2 separate regions of the Pan troglodytes genome follow, and region 1 is linked to region 2. A link is a contact called in public HiChIP or PLAC-seq data. All regions are on one chromosome and are shown on one strand. The core of a region is the stretch at or near the end of the contact, and the rest is flanking DNA. Distances in the headings are between cores, read along the strand shown.

The links. HiChIP or PLAC-seq counts read pairs in DNA pulled down with a chosen protein or histone mark.
Region 1: an H3K4me3 HiChIP or PLAC-seq map of stem cell-derived excitatory neurons shows a contact between it and region 2, with 7 times the contacts expected there. The contact joins the promoter of LOC739591 here to the promoter of SYT2 in region 2. A contact is called at or near these places in 3 of 7 Hi-C or Micro-C datasets (blood, induced pluripotent stem cells and stem cell-derived neural progenitor cells) and 1 of 1 datasets of contacts at active chromatin or transcription factors (stem cell-derived excitatory neurons).

The regions. Positions count from the first base shown.
Region 1 is chr1:46,621,193-46,628,275 of NHGRI_mPanTro3-v2.0_pri, reverse strand. LOC739591 (small ribosomal subunit protein eS27-like) reads right to left here and starts at 2,666. Exons shown (of 1, transcript XM_009440869.5): 1 at 2,314-2,666. The coding sequence starts at 2,651. The coding sequence ends at 2,376. All of the region lies in intron 13 of PPP1R12B (protein phosphatase 1 regulatory subunit 12B), which reads left to right.
Region 2 is chr1:46,383,422-46,389,546 of NHGRI_mPanTro3-v2.0_pri, reverse strand. It overlaps SYT2 (synaptotagmin 2), which reads right to left and starts at 2,794. Exons shown (of 9, transcript XM_016935938.4): 1 at 2,612-2,794.

The sequences.
Region 1 (7,083 bases), core at 1,417-3,916, 240 kb before region 2:
GGACTGGGGTGACTACCAAGTAGCATGAGTGAGTTTTGGAGGGTGACAGAATTGTTCTGTATCTTGATTACAGTGACGGTTATGAGACTTTATGCATTTGTCAAAATTCGAACTCACAGACCTATTTGCTAAAAAGGGCAAATTTTACCATATGTAAACTTACCTCAGGAAACCTGACTCAAAAAAGAAAAAAAAATATATGCCACCGAGTCTTAAAGGAATTTGATTCATCTGCAAAGTAGGGTAATTGGAAATTGAAAATAATGGACTTATTTTAGAGGCTTTCTCTGAAGATAAATCTAATTTAGGTCTTTTAGGGAGTTCTTTCTTTCTAGATCCTTTCCTTCATAATCTGAGCTAATGGAAAGTTCAGAAATCCCTGAAATTGCTAGCCAAATTTTGTGTATACGTAAGTGCTTTTTTAGGGGTAGGAGATTACATTTCTTATCTGATTGTTAAAGATGGGTTAGATTTCAATAAAGGTTAAGAACCGCAGGTCTAAGAGCTTTTCTGCTTCCCCAGATACCCCCTTTTTCCCCATTGGAGGCCATCCTAGTGATTACAGGAGCTGGAGACCGATTTCTAGGAGTTGGTGAGAGTAGACGAGTCTGTGAATCTACTGGTCGTAATACAGAGAGTTCACCTATGCTAACACAGGTCTTTCCTGATTGCCTACTTACGCAAGCTAGAACTCCTTTTTCTACCACTTCTGACCTCTATTCTCTCTCTTTGCCCCCTATGGCCCACCAATTTTTTTCTGGCATATTTAGCTTCCTTTAGTATTTAGCATATACTGAGGAGTACCTGTGCTTTCTATATCACTGTGAACTATGGTAATAAAAAAAAGTGTGAAATACAAATACATCTCTTTTATGTATATCTTACTGTTTGGAACAGTCCTTTAAATATGAATGATCATTTTTCAAAGTTAAAAGTTTCTAACCTTAACTTTTAAAAAGTTTACAAAATTTCCCACAATAACTGTATTTTAAATAGAAAATAAAAATTGCCCGTATTCTCACCATCAGCAGTATCACTGCTAACATCTTTATATATTTTATTTATTTTGAGATCATGCTATATATGGTTTTTTCTTTTAAAAGATTATTGGCCAGGTGCAGTGGCTTATGCCTATAATACTAGCACTTTGGGAGGCAGAGGTGGGAGGATCACTTGCACTCAGGAGTTCGAGACAAGCCTAGGCAACATAGTGAGACCTCATCTCTACAGAGAATTATAAAGAAAAAAAAAATTTTAGCCAGGCATGGGAGCCTGTGCCTGTAATCCCAGCTACTCAAGTGGCTGATGTGGGAGGATCACTTGAGCCCAGGAGGTCGAGGCTGTAGTGAGCTATGATCATGCCAGCTGTACTCCAGCCTGGGTGGCAGGGCAAGACCTCATCTCAAAAAAAAAAAAAAAAAAAATGAAAACAAAAAGTTACCAAATATCACAAACACCCAATCTCTCCATCTTCTGGTCTGATCAAATCCCAATATTTTGCCATATTTGCTTCAGTTATTAAGAATAAAATATAGCTAAGCTCCTGTGTATCTCTCCTCAGTCTCATCTCTTGACTCTCTCCCTAAAATTAATCACTATCCTGAATTTGCTATTTATCATTCTCAAATTTTTATCACTATTATTTTTCATTTGCATACTTATATAATTCTTTCACATGTTTTAATACTTCATATAAATGGTATAACCTGCACACATCATTCTGAAACTTGCTCTTGTCACTTAGCATTCTGTTTGTTCATTCTAAATGCTTATTTTAGTCCATTGTACAATTATACCACAGTTTGTTTTTGTTTTTTTCCTGTGCTGATGGACATTTAGGTATTTAGGTCTTTTTTTTTTTCTTCCCCTAATACTAATGATGCTGCTGTTTACATTCTTGTTCATGTTTCTTGACACAAACGTGCAAGAGTTTCTCAACAGTATTTATTTCCAAATGGAATTTCCGGGTCTATAGGGTAAGTGCATCTTCACTGGACACTGCCTGATTGCTCTCCTCTTTACTCTCACCAGCAATGTACGTGAGTTTCTCATTCTTTTCAACTAGGTTAGACTTAAAATGTTTTGTTGTTGTTTTTTTTCTTTTGCTGCTACTGCTTTTTTGGTAATCTAAGGAAGATGAAATCATTTCTCATTTTAATTTGCATTTTTTTTTATTACTAGTGAAACAACATTTTCTCTTATGTTTATATGCTTTTCTGGTTTCCTTTTTTGTGAATTCCTGATTATGTATTTTGTTGATTTTGTTGTTGTCATTAGGTTGGTTCTTTTTTTAAAAATGGGTAAAAGTTTTTTTTTTTTTAATCCAAAATGTGTTTATTGAGATGGTTTCCCACTCATCTTGACTCAGAGTGCTTTTAGTGCTGCTTCCTCCTGAAGGAACATCCTTCTGTAAGCCTTGCTTTTCCTCCTGTAGGCTGGCAGAGGACAGTGGAGCAGCCAACACACAAAACTACCGTTTGTGCATGGCTAAAGACCGTGGTGATTTTATAGCATCCTGGGCATTTCACATCCATGAAGTAGGAATTGGGGCTCTGCACCAGGCGTTTCTTCTTGTGTTTCCTCTTCTCCTCTTCTGGAGAGGGAAGAAGGAGATCCTTTGCGAGAGGCATGTTCTCATGTGCGTAGGTCATCACCGCCGGAAAACGAAAGTTTTTTATATATTCCAGATATGAATATTTTGGAACTTACGTATATATAGTACTTTTTAGTTTGTCTTTTAATGTCTATATTTTATCATATGAACGTTCTTTATTTAACCATTCCCCTTATTGTTTGATATATAGGTTATTTCCACATACATTTTGTGTGTTTAGTTTCTTGAGCTGTCTTGTTAAAAAAAATGAGTGGTGGTGCTGAATTTGTCTTGGTCTAGTCTACTTTGTAGTAAATGATAAATATTTGAGACAGTTGGCCAGGTCCAGCTGGTATAGCTGATGTATGTGAAATAAAGCAGCACTCACTGGCCTTGTTGGTGCTTGATTCTGCCATTCTTACCATCAGTAACACTTGTTCTGACCAGTGAACTAACTGTAGAGTGACCTATGTAAGTAAAAACATTGTCATTGTGAAAGTGGCTTTGGCACTTGAGGCTGGCATGTTTTTAATGGAACAAATGTTCAGATGGAAAAGAATTCAAGATGATATAGTAGTTATCTAAGGTAGGTCACAGAAACACCAGACTCACACTTTCTCTAAAGCAAAAGGACTTCTCTGAGCCATAGCTTGGTGATAAATAACTTAGTGTCTAGAGCAGGGATCAGCAAATGTTTTCTGCAAAGGACCAGATAGTAAATATTTTAGACTTTTCAAGCCACATGGTTTCTGTTGCAACTGCTCCCTTCTGCTGGTGTAGCACAGCAAGCAGTAGTCACACAACCTTGCCTATTCATTTATGTGTTGTCTGTGACTGCTTTGGTCTCACAACAGAGCTGTTGAGTAGGCCTGCAAAACCTGAAAGATTTACTGTTTGGCCCTTTACAGACAAAATTTGCTGACTTCAGCCCCTGCAAACTCAGCACTCTTGACATTTGGGGCCAGTTAATTATAGGTCTAGATTTAAGAAATGCTTAGTTTGGCTGAGGGAAATTCTTTCTTAAAAAATTCTTAATGGAATTGTAGCTTTGATTCGTTGCTTAAACATCAGCTCTGATCTCAGTGTCAAATTAGAGAGGCCAAAAATGACACATGAGCATTTGAATGCAGTTGTCCTAAACTATGAAATCAGATCATATTTTGATATGTGACACATATTAGATCTAGAAATTTTCCTGATCTGTAGCTAGCTTATCAAATTGAGTGGTATGTACACTCTTTCTCTATCTAGGTTTAACCCATTTATAGCAGATATGAAATTTGTTTCTGCATTTCTGTGTGTCAGGTGTTTCTTTTTTATCTGTCTCTTCACAGCTGTTGGCATTTGCCAGCTGGCTATGCCTGAGCCTCAAGTGAGGCAGTATTTACAGCTCAGTTGGATGGATGCAGCAACTAGGGTAGCTCAAGGGCAGATGAAATAGGATCCAGAATGAGAATGCTGCATCTCTCTTTGCTCTGTCTTCTTTCACATGAGGAAGAATTTCTCTCTTTCACCTCCCTGTCAAATGAGAAGTAGTATTGATTGGTTTGGTACAGTGTATAAAACATGCATCTAATGGAATGTTATTTTGGGAACTATTAGCAGCATTGGCTCTGCCGAGGCCCAAGATTTTGCCTTCTTTCCCTTTTCTCCTCCCCTTCCTTCTCCTCCTCCTTAGTAGCAGCTCCTTAGCAAATTGCAAGCTTTGCCTCTGGCTTGCTGTATAGCAGTGGCAGTGCAAGCCTTTTCCAGTTTCCAAGGGAGACCGGGTGCTGAGACTGCAGTCTTTCCCAGCAGCCACTTACCTTTCTTGCTATTCATTTCCACGCATCTCTTGACCTTCGTTCTGCTATGCAGGCCTGCTCGAGGAGGTAACAGCCTGTTTTCTTGGAGCGCTCTTTGTCAAAGGGGGCAGAGGGAAAGTAGGGTGGTACAGGGAAAGGTGTACAGAGACAGCAGAGTATAAATGCTGCAGTTGGGAAAAAGTAGCTCTAAAGTGTGCTGTATCTGTGGGCTTGTTCCTATTTGCTATATCTATAGAACTGTTTTAAAGGTGGGAACCCCAGCATTATATCGTACTACTTAAAGTACCACATATAAAAATGTAAGATTACTGTAATACTGCCTCCAGGAAGCATAGGAGAAAAATGAGAACTTTGAGAAGAAAATGGAATCAATTGCTTTTAAACTTAGCTGACTAACAAATTGCATTTTTTTTTTTTTTTTTGAGACAGAGTCCCACTCTTGTCGCCCAGGTTGGAGTGCAGTGGTGCGATCTCACTGCAACCTCTGCCTTCCAGGTTCAAGTGATTCTCATGCCTCAGCCTCCCCGGTAGCTAGGATTACAGGTGTAGGCCACTATGCAATTTTTTCTGTTTTTAGTAGAGACATGGTTTCACTGTGTTGGCCAGAATGATCTCAAACTCCTGGCCTCGGGTAATCTGCCCGCCTCGGCCTCCTAAAATGCTGGAATTATAGGCATGAGCCACCGCGCCCAGCCACAAATTGCATTCTTGATGAAATTTTGTTAAGTTTATGTTTTATGAGTTGGATCTGGTTTTCAGGTTTGAGGAGAGGGCTTGATAATATTGTCTTTTAATTGGATTCTCGGGACTTCTAGAGCTGTAGTGTGCAGTATGGTAATCAGTAGCCATGTGTGGCTACTCAAATTTAAATAATTAAAATTAAATTTAAAATTTAGTTCCTCTTTTAACTGCTCAGTGACCACATGTGACTAGTGGCAACCATATTGGGCTGTGCAGGTATACAACATTTCCATTATTACACAAAGTTCTGTTGGTCAGTACTAAAGAAAGTAACCTATGAAATATAAGAAATGTAGTATTTGGCCAGACTGAGAATAGACATTTAGTGAGGAGACTTAGAGGCCGTTTGTTCAGAATCAGTATAAATTTGGATTCACCATGGTTTAAAGCTAAATGGGATCTTTAAAATTTTAGATTTACCCCTTTGTTTTACAGATGAAGAAACTAGAGTTCCAAGAGATTAAGTGATTCTCTTAAGACCAAACAAGTAATTAATGGCAGAGCTAAAATTAGAACCCAGGTGCCTGTTCTTTCTATTGTACCATAGTATTAGCCTCCCCTTCCCAATTAGGAACAGCAAGGAAAATTTGAACTAAAATTTACCTCATAGGGTCCTAGCAACTGTAGAGTCAACTGCATCCTCCAAAGAAGAATTTATCCCTAATATTTTTAATGTTTATAGTTTGTTCATGGCAGTCTTATAGCATGTTGATGGAAATTTCTAGAAATGTAAAAATCATACTTTCCCAAGAATGGAGTGTTGATTATGACAGACTTTTGGGAAATGTCAGGGGATGCTAGGAGAAGTTTAATGCAAGACATTGTTATCCATTAGTTCCCGATATTGCAGGATTTGCTAGAAGAAATGTCTTGCTACATAAATCTACATAGCTAGAAATACCATGGTACTGAGTGGAGGAAACAGTGTTCATTGTGGTGCAATATAAGAAAAGCTGTACCCGAAGCAGGAGAACATGGTTAAAATCCCTTTAGGTATATAACATTGTTACTTGGGTGTTTTAGCATCTCCTTAGGCCTTTATTAACTCATCCGTAAAATAGGAATACATTTTTTGTGTTTACCTGAAGTCTTAGAATTAGATCAAATGACATCTTGAATTCATAAAGTCTGTAGGCATAGGTCTGTGATTCCCGTGATCCCCCTAAGTCTGTCCCCCTGTCCCGGCCCCCAGTAGCTATCCATATGTACTTCCAGGTTGATATTAAAGAAGGTTTTTCGATGTAATCTTATGTTAATACACAGGACATTGACTGGGCATCGTGGCTCATGCCTGTAATCCTAGCACTTTGAGAGGCTGAGCCGGGCAGATCACCTGAGGTTAGGAGTTCGAGACCAGTCTCGCCAACATGGTGAAACTCCATCTTCTCTATTAAAAAATGCAAAAACTAGCTGAGTGTGGTGGCATGCGCCTGTAGTCCCAGCTACTAGGGAGGCTGAGGCGGGAGGATTGCTTGAATCCAGGAGGCAGAGGTTGCATTGAGCCTGAGATTGTGCCACTGCACTCCAGCTTGGGCAACAGAGTGAGACTCTGTCTCAAAAAAAAAAAAAAAAAGATATAGTTCAATGAATAATAAACTATCTTATAAGACCATTAGATATTCTGTAATTAATGACCACAGCATCCTCAGTGGTCAGTATTAGACATATACTATAAAATATTTATATAGTGTGTCTTTAATTATGTTTTTATATATTATAAGCTATATAATATATAAATATAGTAAATTTCTATGGCCAGGCTGTGGTGGCTTACCCTGTAATCCCATCAGTTTGGGAGGCTGAGGCAGGGGATCACTTGAGGTCAGGAGTTTGATACCAGCCTGGCCAATGTGGTGGAAACCCCGCCCTACTAAAAATACCAAAATTAGCTGGGCCTGGTGGCACATGCCTGTAGTTCCAGCAACTCGGGAGGCTGAGGCAGGA
Region 2 (6,125 bases), core at 1,545-4,044:
TCTGTCCCCCTGCTTCCAGTGCACTCACTGCCCCTCTATCTACTCTCCGCTGAGAGGGCGGCACAGGCCTGGCGGGGAAGAAAAAGGGGACCCCATTGAGACAGGACAATGTTCAGATGGAGGCAGAAAGAATGACTAGAGGTCAGGCTTGCCTAGGGGCTGGTGAACACTGGGGTAGCCTGGTCCCCAGGGCTTGAGAAGGGCAGGGAAGAGGCTTCTCCAGCCACCTCCAACGCCCACCCCCAGGTCTCTGCAGTATCATAGACAGCTCTGTCACACCTGCCTGGAAGCTGCCTAAGGGTAGAAGGAATAAAACGAGCTCCAGCTGCAATGTGAGGGCAGGTGAGCCCAGACCCAGCTCCAGAAAGGGTCTCCCCGGCCCTGCGAGGTCTTCAGCAAGGTACATGCTTTGCCCAGGTGAAACCAGCTTCAGTCCTAAATTGAAGCCAGTTGCAAGCTTCTCTAGGCGAAAAGTCAATGTTTACGAACACCAACACTTTTTGCTTCCCCTGGTCCTGTTCTGTGGATGTCAGACCCCAAAGCTGAAAAAGAAATGTTCTTGCATAATCACCCCCTTCCCCCAAAAGAAAACCCAAGTTCCCCGGACACAAACTCCTGGACTGCAGAACAAAGCAGACTCCCAGCAGAGTGGTCTGGTCTCTCTTCCTCCAGGGAATGGTGGGCCAGATCTATGTGAGGCTATAACCTAGAAACTTTCCTCTGCCTCCCTCTCCTCCTCCTTTGGCAAGACAAGGAGGGGAGAAGGTAAGGATTAAGCCCAAAAGATCTCCAGAAAAAGCCAAGCCTCTGGGGGGAGTCCTAGAGGGTGAAGCCAGGGATCTGCCTGGCAGCCAAGCAGAGCAGAGGCAGCCACCCTGAGGGAAAGGTGGTTCAGTCGGGGTTCAGTGGGCACTGGCCATTTTCCAGGGGCATGGGAGGAGATGGGTTGGAGTTGGACTCCCTAGGCTGCAGTGTGCCTGGCATGGACCCCTGACGCTGACTCACCCCCAGGGCCCTGACACACGCTGCAGCTTGCAGTGCCTGCCAGGCCACCACTCTCATTCCACAGGACCAGGATGCCAGGCACGTCCCACTGCATCAGAGCCACCCTGCCCCCTTCCACCTGCCACTCGGGCCTGCCTTAGGGGCACTGGGCATGGCTTTTTTCAGCACCTCTGCTGGTCACAGAGATGTTTCTAGCAGCCCCAAAGCTGGACTTAGTCTTAAGTAGGGAGAGATGGTTGAAAGGATTAAGGGCTTCCCTGCTTCTGTCACCCCCTCTAATGAAGTGCCAGGTTATGGGGATCCAGATAGATTGGATGGAGGACAATCTATTCCACCTGGGAGAGGCCCCTCAGGGCGGCAGCAGTAGGGGAGGGAGAAGGGCACCCTTTTGCTTTCCAGGTCAGACCCCAGTTCACCTTTCTGGCTTCCTGGGCGCCCCCAGATCCTAAGGACTTCCTCCTCCTCATAAGCTAACCCAACCTGTACTACCTGCCCACGGGGCCTCTGCCCTTCCCTCCCCACTGCGGTGGCCCCTCCTGGGCCAGCACTTCTTCTGTCCTTGCACTCCCTTCTCCTGCTGCGGGGAGAGCACCTACTCCGCCACCTCAGCCAGGGGTAGGGGAGGACACTGCCCTGCCAGGAGACACCCCACGAGCCATGGGCTGGGGGTGTCCTGGAGGCACCTGTGGAATGTGGGGATGAAAAGGGAGGAGACAGGATGAGGGGGCCTGGCTTAGTGGGATGTGAAACGATAAAGCTCCACTTTTTAGTTGAAAAATAAAAGCCCTGTCCCCCAGAGGTGGGGGAAGGAGCATAGGCAGGGGAAGGGGGCACCCCAAATGGGAAAGGTACATGGAAGAGTCTAGAAAAGGGAGTCGGGCTGTCAGCACCCGCCAGACTGCGAGCCTAGCCCTGGGGACAGAGCTGAAGCAGGGACGGGGCGTCCTAGGTCGTGCTGAGTCATGAGATTTGGAGAGAGGGGAGGGGCGCCTCCAGCCCCTTCTTGGGCCCCTGCCCCAGCTCCTCGTGCCCGTTGCTTCCAGATGGCCCCTGCAGTCTGTCTCCCCAACCTCTCCCTGACCCAGGGTCTCCGGCTCCCAGCGCCCAGACCCCACCCCCCGCCCCACTTCCCACGACGGCGGTGCCAGGGGTCCCCGAAGCTTGAGACTGGGGCAAAAGAATCTTCCTTGGAGACCGCTAGGGCTGGCGGGGGCTGGGCTAGACGCGAGTGGGTTCGTCCCAGGGAAAAGAGAGAGGGACGGGGGCGCAGAGCCGGCCGGTGCAGGGGACGCGTGGCCCGCCCCTCTCTGCAGCAACTCGCGGGGAGACCGCGGGAGGAAATCTGCCCCCAGCCCAGCCCCAGTCCCTCAGAGGAGCCGGCTCCTCGCCCCTCGGGTCCGACTCCCCGAGACGAACCTTCCATCCGGACGCTTCCAAACTCCCCCAAAGGACGGGGCGGACTCCCGGCCCCCTTGGCCTCAAACTTCCCCAACCCTACTCACCTCTCGGGACCCAGACCACCCCGTGGCCCCTCGACTCAGTAGCAGAAAAGGAGAAACTTTGGAGAGGGAGGTCCGTGCCCCCACCGGCGGGGGTATGGACTTACCGGAGAGCGACCCGAAGGAGGCGGGAGAGATCCGGGGTCGCCAATGTGAGGGGGTGTCGGACGGCAAGGACGCGGGGCTGGCGACGGTTTCGCAGGGGCGCCCGTTCCCCTGGGGCGCGAAGTCCCCGCTCCACCGCTGCCCCAACTCGGCTCCGAAGTGCCTTTGCCGCAAGACTTGCTGAGCTTAGCAGTCTGCGCCGAGGCGGCAGAGGGAGGGGGCCTGATCGATGGGCGCGCGCGGCGAGCGCTGCAGTGAGGGGAGGAGACCAAGCGGCGCGGGAGGGCGGGGACCGAGGCGGAGGAGGCCCGGAGGAGGCGGAGGGCGGGCCTGCCCCCCGGGACGGGTCCTTTCTGCGCAGCCCCCCAGGCGCTCGGCGCCCCCGCCTTCTGCTCAAGGTCAAGGAGGCTGCTTCCCCAGCAGGAAGGCGGACGGGAAAGGGGCTCTATACTCCCCACCCCAGAAGGCTGGTCTCCTTTCTAGCCAGCTCCTTCTCTCCAACTTCCCGAACCCACTGCAGCTCAAGGCTAAATTATTGGGCTCAGGAGCCCCCCTCCCCATGGCCATTTTGGGATCCCTGAGCCCCTAGCCTCCCCTCCTCCCCTCTCCGCTTAGGTCACCGCTACCTATATTGGCCACCTGGATGGTGGGGGCTTCTGAGCCTAAAGGATGGGTGAGAGAGAGGAGGATGCTTGAGAGAAGACAGCGGTACCTGAGGCCTATGGAAATAGAACGGCGGAGGGGAGAGGAAGAACTGCAGGGTGGCAAGGAGAGAGGAGCTGGAAGACGGTAGAAAGAAAAGGAGGATGCTACTGGTTATTAAAGACAGGATGTTCACACATGTTAGTTTGCTTAATACGTAAGACATCCCTTTAAGGTGGGCATTTTGCGTGGGCAGTTTGCAGGTGGGGAAACAGTCCCTGAATGGTGCGTTGGACCAAGGAGCTGCAGACAGTAAGTGGTGGCATTTCGGAAGAGCCTGGGAGAAAGAGAAGGGTGGCAAGGGCAAAGAGGAGCCCTTCCTAACCTACCCAGGAGCTGCCAGGGCAGCACCAGAACTTCCTTACAGCACAATTGGAATATCCACTTTAACTCTTTTGGAGTTAACTTTTTTTTTCTTTTTTTTTTTGTTTTTTTTTTTTTTTAGACAAGTTTCACTCTGTTACCCAACCTGCAGTGCAGTGTGCAGTGGCGCGATCTTGGCTCACTGCCACCTCTGCCTCCTGGGTTGAAGGGATTCTCCCGCCTCAGCCTCCCGAGCAGCTGGGATTACAGACGTGCGCCACCACACCCGGCTAATTTTTGTATTCTTAGTAGAGATGGGGTTTTGCCATGTTGGCCAGGCTAGTCTCGAACTCCTGACCTCAAGGGATCCACCCACTTCGGCCTCTCAAAGTGCTGGGATTACAAGCATGAGCCACTGCGCTTGGCCTGGAGTTAACTTTTATAATAGGACTGTAGCATCCTGCCTCGCTTTTGGGTACAAAACCGTACATGACCTGAGGTCAGCCTTCAATACGTACTAGGTGAGTGAGTGAGAGGTGGAATGAATGCAATATGAGGAGATGCAAAGAACAAGTGGGATTCAGGCTTTGGGGAGAGAAGAGGCAGTGGAGGGCACTTTTCAGATCACTGTGCCAATAATACCAGGTGTTACTGGCAGACCATCCCCAGTTGGAGACTATCCCCAGTTTGGCTTGCCTCAGAGCAAGGCGGCAAGTGGCTGCCGCCTCAGTGGATGTTACGAAAAAGGTGGGGGAAGACCTCTGGGGAGTCCTCAATCAGGCTGAAGCTGTGCTCACAGCCCCTGAGGCACAGAGGCCCTCCCCCTTCACCTGTGGAGCAGCCATAACAAGGGCAGTGGAGGAAATGGGGAGCCAAGTTACAATGGACTAAGAATGAGACCTTTACATTCAAAGAGGTTACCCACCACCCCCACCCTTAGCCAGGTGTGTTCCAGGACTTGTTGCTTCCCCAAAGGGACTGGCTCTACTCTATTCGCTCCTTCCTGCTCCCCATGCCAACAACCAGTATCTGCAGGACTCCAGCCAGAAAGAGGGCTGCAGCCCCCTCGCACAGAATCAAGCCAAGCGAACTGGCCCGATGCGCTTCAACTTTTCCACGGCAGCAGACTCAGCTGCCTACTGTTCTGATCAAAGCCTTGTGTCAATCTGGTGCCCCAACTTCTTCTCCTAAGCACGTCAGAGGAAGCCAGCCTGCCTTCCCAGGCTATTAGGAGAGTCAGAGCTGTAATCAATTTGGTTAAATGAAAAATGTGGTGTCCCTGGCTACAGCCTTAATGTTCTTTTAATTCATCAGGACCAGTAGTGTCTGGGTTACAAACCTAATCAAGAGCTCAACATCCCTCTTGCTTATTCCCCCAGGCTTCAGGAGCTGGAAGAGGAAAGAATGGAAAAGACATCCACCCCCTCCACACCCAGCCTATTATTAGATACTTTGCTTTTCAACTGTTCATCATTGTAGAAAGATGAGCCTCTAGTATCTTAGACCAACATCACTCAATTGCATGCACATGCAGGGCCATCAGGGCAATCCCTCTGCTTCCACACAAGGTCATTTTGAATCCACAAAAGGTGGGGGAGAGCTATCTAACACTGAGAGTTATTCAGGAAGAAAGTCTACAGCTCCCTCAATTACATTGTTTTACCACTTTCTGCTGAATAGTGTGCTTCCTGGTGGCTTCATTTTCTGTTTTTTTCTAGGGAGGAGAGAGAAGAGAGCAGGGAACTGCTGCATCGTGCCCCTGTCACAGCTTTCCCTGGGGACTGAAAGCCCCTGTACTTTTTTACTGCCTGCCACCTGCCTTCTGCTTAAAGAATTCCCTTTTTGTCCATCCTTGATCATAGGTCTACTAGCACTTGCACTACCTCACACTTGGATTGTTTCCCTGATGTTCTGGTCAGGCCTTCATCCCTGCAAACTTGTTCCAAGCCCTGCTGTCATAGTTAGAGCAAACAGAAATGAGCTGGGACAGGAGAGAGAGTCTTCATCACCGCTGACCCTAGCCAGCTCCCATTTCCTGCTTTCTCTTGATACACACAGAAAGAAACACCCCTTCAGAAAGCTGTTGTTCTTGCCCTCCCACCCCCTGCACATACCCGTATTATTCTTCCAGAGCAGTTTGTATTGTTCCTGACAATTAAGCAAACAATGACTAAGCTCTCCTCTGAAACACGCCTGCTTTACTGGTTGTAACTGAGTAAATGGTTCTTTAAAACTTACAGCTGGGCAAAGTGGCTCACGCCTATAATTCCAGCCCTTTGGGAGGCTGAGGCGGGCAGATCGCGAGGCCAGGAGTTTGAGACCATCCTGGCCAACATGGTGAAACCCCACCTCTACTAAAAATACAAAAATTAGCCAGGTGTGGTGGTGGGTGCCTGTAATCCCAGCTACTCAGGAGGCTGAGGCAGGAGAATCGCTTGAAACCAGAAGGCGGAGGTTGCAGTGAGCCAAGATCATGCCACTGTACTCCAGCCTGGGCAACAAGAATGAAAC